Linked DNA regions of Mus musculus: regions 1 and 3 are each linked to region 2. A link is a contact called in public Hi-C data. All regions are on one chromosome and are shown on one strand. The core of a region is the stretch at or near the end of the contact, and the rest is flanking DNA. Distances in the headings are between cores, read along the strand shown.

What was found. Hi-C and Micro-C count contacts between places; a contact is called where the count stands out from the background.
Region 1: a Hi-C map of liver shows a contact between it and region 2, with 2.4 times the contacts expected there. The contact joins two enhancer-like sites. A contact is called at or near these places in 1 of 39 promoter capture datasets (the C10 cell line), 2 of 15 datasets of contacts at CTCF or cohesin (liver and stem cell-derived epiblast-like cells), 75 of 484 Hi-C or Micro-C datasets (the AtT-20 cell line, the C10 cell line, the HL-1 cell line and 33 more) and 4 of 115 datasets of contacts at active chromatin or transcription factors (astrocytes, embryonic basal ganglia, epiblast stem cells and 1 more).
Region 3: a contact with region 2 is called in a Hi-C map of liver, with 4 times the contacts expected there. The contact joins two enhancer-like sites. A contact is called at or near these places in 2 of 39 promoter capture datasets (cranial neural crest and second pharyngeal arch cranial neural crest), 1 of 484 Hi-C or Micro-C datasets (liver) and 1 of 115 datasets of contacts at active chromatin or transcription factors (embryonic basal ganglia).

What each region holds. Positions count from the first base shown.
Region 1 is chr2:64,460,568-64,463,267 of GRCm38.p6, forward strand. No RefSeq gene overlaps it. Among named protein-coding and RNA genes, the nearest start is that of Gm13575, 68 kb to the left of the region's middle. Within about 2 kb of position 1,269, at least 3 of the 459 cell types and tissues checked have an H3K27ac peak or open chromatin away from gene starts, as enhancers often do. A contact at or near this core is called in liver, where this site is marked.
Region 2 is chr2:63,509,600-63,512,299 of GRCm38.p6, forward strand. No RefSeq gene overlaps it. Among named protein-coding and RNA genes, the nearest start is that of Gm8541, 64 kb to the right of the region's middle. Within about 2 kb of position 1,397, at least 3 of the 459 cell types and tissues checked have an H3K27ac peak or open chromatin away from gene starts, as enhancers often do. A contact at or near this core is called in liver, where this site is marked.
Region 3 is chr2:64,068,757-64,071,501 of GRCm38.p6, forward strand. All of the region lies in intron 2 of Fign (fidgetin), which reads right to left. Among named protein-coding and RNA genes, the nearest start is that of Fign, 28 kb to the right of the region's middle. Within about 2 kb of position 1,370, at least 16 of the 459 cell types and tissues checked have an H3K27ac peak or open chromatin away from gene starts, as enhancers often do. A contact at or near this core is called in liver, where this site is marked.

The DNA of each region.
Region 1 (2,700 bases), core at 19-2,518, 950 kb after region 2:
TTAAAATAACAGGAATGAAACTTTTAAGAGATGCTTCATTTTAAAGTAAGAGATGGATAGTAATCCTTAAAACTGCTTCCTCTAACTTTTAACCAAGATTCCCAAGGAGACACAAGAAAAGATGAAAAGACACCATTCAAAGTGGGGCACACCAACGAGCTGAGCTAGCTACCCATGGAATCTGGGGGGAATTGACTCACAGTGAAAGTTGAACAGGACTGGAGAGAGACAAACCTGCCAGCTTTAGGGGGTAACCATGTCTTTCTGCTTCCTGGCAAACAACTGTGTATGTGCCCGTGTGGTGTTAGAGTGCAGGCAGAGACCCCCAAATAAAACTTTGAACAATATGGTGACTGGTGTATAGTGGAAGAGTTTTGAAAAAAAATTACAGAAAAAAATAAAAAAGAATGGAGGAGATCAGATCACATGGCTGAGCCAAGTGAAGCCAGCCAGTCCTATTTCCAACCTCTGAGCTACTGTGGCTTCTGACCGCAGGGAAAGAAAGGAGACGTTCAATGCTTCTCTTTTGATTGTACAATGAGGAGGTGTTCAGCCACTGGGGGACCTTCATTTCATGTCCTCCTTCAACCTCGCAGCTCAAAAGCCATGTGCAATATATATATATATATATATATATATATATATATATATATATATATATATATATAGTTTGAGACAGGACATTTTTTTCCACATGAAAAGTTTTTCCTGAATCTCTTTATTGCCTATTCCTTTCTTCACTTTATTTCCCTGTAGAAATGTGCAGTATCTAGAGAATAAAAAAGGAAAGGAGGAAAGAGGGGGAAAAAAAGGAACCTGAAGCTTGCACAGCATTATTGGGAAGGACTAAGATTACATGCTGAAACTCCAACTTTAAAATAAGCGACTTGATTTGCATGATGTAACATTGGGAAAGGTAACTACGATTCGAAACTGAATTTCTGGATTTAGAATTCCGTCCCCTACATCCCCTGAAGATTTTTTTTTCCTCCGAAGAACAGGTCATGTACTCCTCAAAAGAATTTTTTTTTCTTTTTCAAGAAAATTCTGGCCCACCTTTATCTCTAATGGCCCGGCTGGGAGTTGCTATAATAACCCTTTTGCTTTTATGTGGCCATCTGGAGGCCTATTAAAAACACTATCTAAAACCAACTTCCCAAGTGTGCTGAGTTTGTATGTTTCCACCAAGTCACCAAAACAGGGCCCTCTTTCCTACTCTGAGGTGAGTGTACTTTGGAGTTCGAAGCTGGAGGGAGGAGCCGCACACAGCACAGTGCAGCTTGGCCTTTCACCCTGGCGGTTCTGGACAGGAAGTCAGAACAGTGGTCGATCCCACTGCCTCCTTTTCAAGGGTTTGAGGGTCTGCAGCAAGGCTTCCTTCGATCTCTGGAGCACTGTGATGAGATGGAAGAAGTGAGGGAATGCGGGAGCCGGCGACATTGAGAACTTAATGAGGCATCATGTTTCAACTAGATAATACTCCTTTTTGATTTGTGTGGAAAGCAAATATGAAATATTGAAATAATATTTCAAGTTCCCAATTTTTGTGGCACAAATCGAGACGCGGGAAGCGCTGCCCTCTCTGAAAAAATACCCCTTTCATCTAAAACGTGATCCAACCGAGTTGAGGACAGAAGGGCAGGTTGCGAAATGGAATTAGATAAAAGTTGGCGTTTGTCTTTAGTAGATTATTAAAATCACCACGGTAAGAAATCAGCTCATAAAGACGAAACAAGTTAGCAGGGGCCGCAGATCATTTGTCCCAAACAGAGGTTTTTCTCAACACTCATTAACTATCTTGCCCAGTAATGTGCTTGTAATCCTATTAAACCTGATACATCAAAAATTAAAAGAAAAAAATTTAGTTGCTGTCTCAAACCGCACTGCAACTCAGATCTAGGACCAAATAGGAAGCATTAATTGCTTCGGTGCTTCACCGCAAAGCCACTCTTAAAATATAATTCCTTAATGAAGTCCGTTAATTTGTTCATGGCAGTACACAAGCTGTTCAAAATGACACAGGATTGCACTCTGTTTTCTAACCCCTGCAGTTTCTTCTGTTAGTCACTCTGTCTTGTGTTGTTATCCCATGGATAGTAATTATTTTATAGTGGCTGTAATTAGGAGAGAATTAGGCTTGGTAAACAAAACCTGCCTTCTCCTGTTAATAGCTAAGGATAATAAATTTGGCTCTGACATTCACTATATTTGGACAAGGCTTGGCCTACTTCCAGTTTTCCCAATAAGAACGTTATTATATAATTATGCCTTGGAGGGGCTCATATTACAAGGTAATTTTTTTTGTAAAGACACATATTGCATGGCTTCCAGCCAGTAAGTGATATACTGTAATATATGCCTCCAATAAATGTTTTAAACGCAGTCTCTCTGAGAAAAGCCTTGCTGGAGCTGTGTGCTGCTCTTCAGCATGTATTATTTACAGGATTTGTTTGTTGAGCTCTTCATAATGTAAATTATTTCCTTCGGTCGCATTGTCCAACACTGTGGCAACTGTCGATTTAAAGGACACTTTTTTTTTCTATCAGTAAGTGCTATATCTGATCTACTCATTCAATTCTCATAGGTGATTTCTGTCAGATGGTGCCCCAAAGGGGCATTTAAATAACATTTTATAAGTTTGCAATGATTAGCTTGGTTTTTTTGCAGAAATTGTGCTTTCTTTGCTCAAACTGATTTTTT
Region 2 (2,700 bases), core at 147-2,646:
ACGCAAACTGGCTAGACTATAGCTGTCTCCTGACAGACTAAAACATTTAAAGAGCACAAACTTCCTTGCAGAAGCCCCTAGCTGCCCCATGCACAGACATAGACTTTTTTTCTGCCTTAATTTGCCCCTTGGATGCATAACTTGCCTTTTATTGAATGCTAATTGTTTGTAGGGTACATGGTAGCCCTCTAAGAGTCTGGCAAACCTATACACCGGGGAACTAAAGATACAATCAGCTGCATCTCAGTGCCATTGAGATTTTTTGTTCCAAGGTGAGAGGAAACTGTGACAGGAGCTGCATCTCAAGCTGTTTGTCCAGCCAGACCTGAGATTTTGGAGGCTGGTATCTGAATTTATTTATTCACAGGGAGGGTGACTGAATACAGATGCCAGTGCTGGCTGAGTTAAAAGCAAGGGAATGTAAGTGCTTAGACTTAACCTATAGCAGACCTGAGGAATAAAAAGGCCCAGAGCCCAAGGTGCAGAAAGGGAAGAAAGAAAGGGGACTGAAAGAGATCAGCCCTAATGAACTGTTCTCTGAATCCAAGGAGATTGTGGAAGTGATGTCTTAGAGACCAAGACCACTCCCAAAGAAAGCAAGGATGAAGTGGGCCAGTCATAATGCTATGTATATGGGAAGAGACAAACAGGAGGAAAATGGAAATCTGCAGCTAGAAAGACTCAATCACGCAAACCCATGCACCAAGGGTGACTCTATGACAGGTAGTCAAGAATACGTGTATACCCATGAACACACACGTTAGGTTTGCTCTTGTTTGGGTGGTTGTTGTTGGTATTTTTTGTTTTGTTTTGTTTTTTTTGTTTGTTTTTGTTTTTGTTTTTTGCCTTACTCTGAGGAATCAAAGCATAAGGTTTTATCACTCTTCATGATCCAGACTATCTTTAGGTAAGAAGAGATCTTACGTACTTATTTTCTCTCTAGGTTGAAATGTTTTATACAATTAAAAGCGGTTCATAATTGACCAGAGGTTCATCTGCACCCTTGTTTACTGGAAAATGTTGAGAAACCAAGTTGCAGAAAACACAGCTTGGGTGTTTGCTCTGGAGAGTAGAAACTGAAAGAAACCAGGAAGAAGAGGCCTGTGACTTCCTGTAAGTCCAAAGTCAATGACCTTGTGCACTTCCCAGCAGCTAACTAATCCAACCCCACGTCCCAAGACAATTTTGACCACTGGGCTTGACGAACAAATTTCTAGTAATATAAATTAGAAGAAATTATCATCTTGTCTTGTTTAATTTGTGGAAAAAATGCTATTTACTTTCTGAATGTGGCAATATGGTTCAATAAATTATCTTTCAGTTACACGTGTTTAGAAAAACAAATGGACCATCTGACTCTCCAGAATTCCCTTACAAAGCATGAGTCATTGTGAGAGTAGAGTGCCCTTCTCTGTTCTTGTCTTCTGTTTTCCCCCCTTCATCTCTCCTTTCCGAATTACTTCCCTACATATTTATACCTAGTGAACACTAGGCAGTCCAGCCATGGCACATATCATTGTGAAAACTAGAACAGAGAAGTTCTCTCTTGTGGACTTCCTAATGGCAAAGTAGTACACTCAAAATGCTCTCGGGTGCTGCAGTGGTAATGCTGTATGGGCTTCTGCTTGGAGAGAAGAGGAAAGGCAGCAGAGCCCGTGATGCACTAGGTAAGTGTAGTTCATTCTATTATAGTACATACATTTTAGTGATATACCAGAAGTCAGAACACTGAATTCAGTCATGTGTCCTCCGACCTCTCTCCTTAAATCCCTGTTTGGTTTTCCTTTGTTTACTCATTTTTATGATGTTCTTTACAACAACTGTAATGATGTTCAGTGTTTTATTATTAGGCTCTTGGATTCTGCTCACTTCCTAATTGATATCCCCACTATGGCTATAACAGCATATTGCTCAGAGCAGAGAGGCAGTACTAGTTGAGTGAAGAAATAAATGAAATGCATTTGATACTATTTTGAGGACAACTAATCTCTACCAGCAAAGAAATGCCAAAGCAATGATCTATCATATTAACTAGATTTTAAAGGTTCTACCAAGGAAGACGTTTTTCATAAAATATAGTTGTAATTTTGGGGGTGGAAGGAAGTATGGGAAAACTATAGAACATAATCAGAAAAAGTAGGTTTAACTCCAGGCTTAATTTCTATAAACTCTTGGGCAACTGATCAAATTTCTCTGGGCTCTAGGTTCTTTTAATGAAATAATGGTAAATTATCCACCTTACCATGTTTTAATGAGAATTACCAGTAATATATGTAATGTGCTTGGACCTTGAACATGGAAGCTACCAAATTAATGGTAGCTATTAACACCATTATTTTTATTAGCAAATGCTCTACAGTGATTAAGTTACCTGCCTTTTCATTTACTAATTTAATTATTTCACATGCTATTTAGGCATTAAAATTGTAGTAGGTATGAAAATGATTCATTTCTCTAAGATACAGGATTTCTGTTAGCTTACAAAGTAAATACAGTTATTCTTGACTGTCTCATTGTCTCTCTGTACCTTTACTGTGTTAATGTCACCCTTATGCATATTAATTATTCTGAACTATATAAAATGAAATAATTTATTTATAAAAAGCATAAATGAATATGGAACTTGATTTGGAAGTACATGTCATTCCTATTTTTACATAGAGCTGTGGATAGAAAAGCTGCTTATTTTCAAAAACTTGG
Region 3 (2,745 bases), core at 120-2,619, 560 kb after region 2:
TTTTAAAAATTCACTTAAAAGAAACAAAAATATATAGCAAATATACCCAAAGATTTACACAAACACTGAATCTCTTCTATTCCTGAAAGTCACAGCAATGGTATAATTTTCTGTATCTGGAAGTGGAGAAATTGTTATTTCCTTGCTATCATGTTGCCTAACATTAGTAAAAGTATTGCTTCTAATAATACCTTTTTTCTTTCATGTCTATTTAATAATGAAATTTCAATCAACCATATGTTAATTTGAGATACTAGAATTTAATGAAAATCAGTATTCTTCCATACTTTCTCTCCCTCAGTGTCTCTAAGTGTCTCTCTTGTCTCTATCACTGACTCTCCCTCTGGCTCCTTCACCCTTCTCTCTTTGCCTATAAATAGGTAAACAATCTCATGGTTGGCTATTTCAGAGTATACAAAGCAAAAATAAAATGAAGCAAAAGTCCATGATGTAAGTAAGGACTTTGAAATTCAGGTGATAGAAAAGTAAAAGTTGTGAATTCTTTCATCTCAACCTAGGTGCTTCCTGATACCACTGGACAAACAAGAAAGTTCTGCAGGCAGCATTGAGTCCCCCAGAGCTGGGTCTGGAAGGCGGTTGGCATTTATTTTACCTCCATTTTCAAGCAACTTATCAGGGGGTTCTATTTTTGGCAACAGCTTTGTTAATGAGATAGAGGAGCTAAACACTGTAAAGAAGTGAGCAGCGACGTTCTTTCCCATAAATGTTATAATGGAATAGATAATACTTTAACAGTTAACAAATTTACATGTTTAACACAAATACATTTAATCTTGAAATAACCGAAATAGTGATGAATATTTTAAGTACCACACTTTGCTTATTTGTTTGAAAGGAAATATTACTCAAAGCTAGCCTTCAGTAAGAAATTGAAATTTCTTTCATTCTGTCATCACATGAGAGAGTGCATATTCCTTGCTTTAAACAAAACAGAGCTTTCTGTGGACAAAGGATTCATCCACAGAAAATTCTCCAATGTAAATTTAATTTGGTGTCATAGTACTATTGAACCTTGGCCACCTCACATGTTTATATTTTTGTAGAATGGATAGAAAATTAGAGAGGAAACAAAACATACTTGGTCTGCAAAGACATGTACAGTATGGTCTAAAAGTCTTGTATTCTTTTTAAGAATAAGAACATTATCAGAAATAGCTGACCCCAAACAATGTCTTAATTCATGGACACTAAATAACAATTAGAACTATTCCAATTAAGTTTTAATTTTGGAAAAAAAATTAACTACAAACTCAGTCATTCAATAAAGTGTTGTCGTCCTCCAGTGTGTTTCTAGGCACAGAATATAGCAATTTACTATTGACAAGCACTAACGGAAGGGGTCATTTCACAAGTATAACGCGGACAAAGGTGAACCGGGCAACTGATGAAATCTGTGGCCAAGGCGAAATAGCAATCTCTGAGCCAAATGGTAATAAAGTTACCGAAATGAAGCAATGTAGTTTCTAAACTGAACTGTCATAAAGTAGGATATGGGCTTCAAACTGGCATGTCAGGAGTAATTAAAATATTATTTCTCCGTTTTAAAAAGTTCTTGATAGTTTTAACAGTCTTATCGATTTCTTTCATTCAACCAGCTAACAGTGAGGTTAGAAGGAGGCTGCTGAGTGGACAGGAGGCAGTGGAGAGACTTGATGGAGGTGCTGCAAGAGATAACGCCAGGGACATGTGTTAGCATACTAGAGTGGATGGGAGATTGTGCAAGCTGAATGCTGCACTGCCCTGCAGTACAGAAAGCCAGATGCAGAGGCACATGCCTGTAATCTCAGCACTTGAGAGGTGGAGACAGAATGATCCAGAGTCCAAGGTCATCTTTGCCTTGGATGAAAAATAATTCAAGGCCAGCCTAGAGACCCTGTGTCAGAAAAAAAAAAAAAAAAAGAAGGGTGGAAGAGAAAATGAAGGTGGAAAGAGGGAAGGAGGAAGAGAGAAGGGAGAAAAAAGGGAGGAATGGAAGGAGAGATTCAAATATCCAGGTACTATCATGTTTAGAAAGCAATGACTGCACGTATGACCATGTCATTGCTTATGTGTGTATGTCATATACATATACACATACATATATGTATATGTATATGTATATATATACATGTTTCTTTAAAGCAAGAGGATTGAGTGAAGATCTTAAAATCCACTCAGCCCCTAAAGAGTCTAACATAGTATGATTATGAATTACCTTCATAAATCTGCTAGCACATATGATGTTGTAAAATCTAAAGCTTGGCTGAAGACACAAATCCCTAAAAAGGCCACATCTTCATTCATTCTCATCAACAACCCACAGAGGGAAGTCAGTAAGAAGAGATGCAGGCCAAATGCATATCCACACATCCCTCAAGCAGCCAGACCTTTCTCTTGATGGGGAATAGGAATATATCCTTTCCAAAAGGTGGTATTTGTCCATCAAATGCCTTGTGTACCAAATTTGTATGTAATCTACTTTATAACTAGCTACTTTTTCATGAAATGCCTTTCATTTGAATGTATCTATGCTCACATTATACCGTAAATAAGTGGTTTGTCTGCACTTAACTAAAAAGTACAAAAGACTTCATTTCATGAGAACACAAAGGAATCCCCAGGGACCTAGAGTCTAGACCAGAGAATCCTGCAAACCTGATTTTCACTTTGCAGGGGAAAAACAAAACTATTGCAATTGCCCACAGTATGTATATTTCTTGCTCACTTCTGAACTGTGGTCCTACC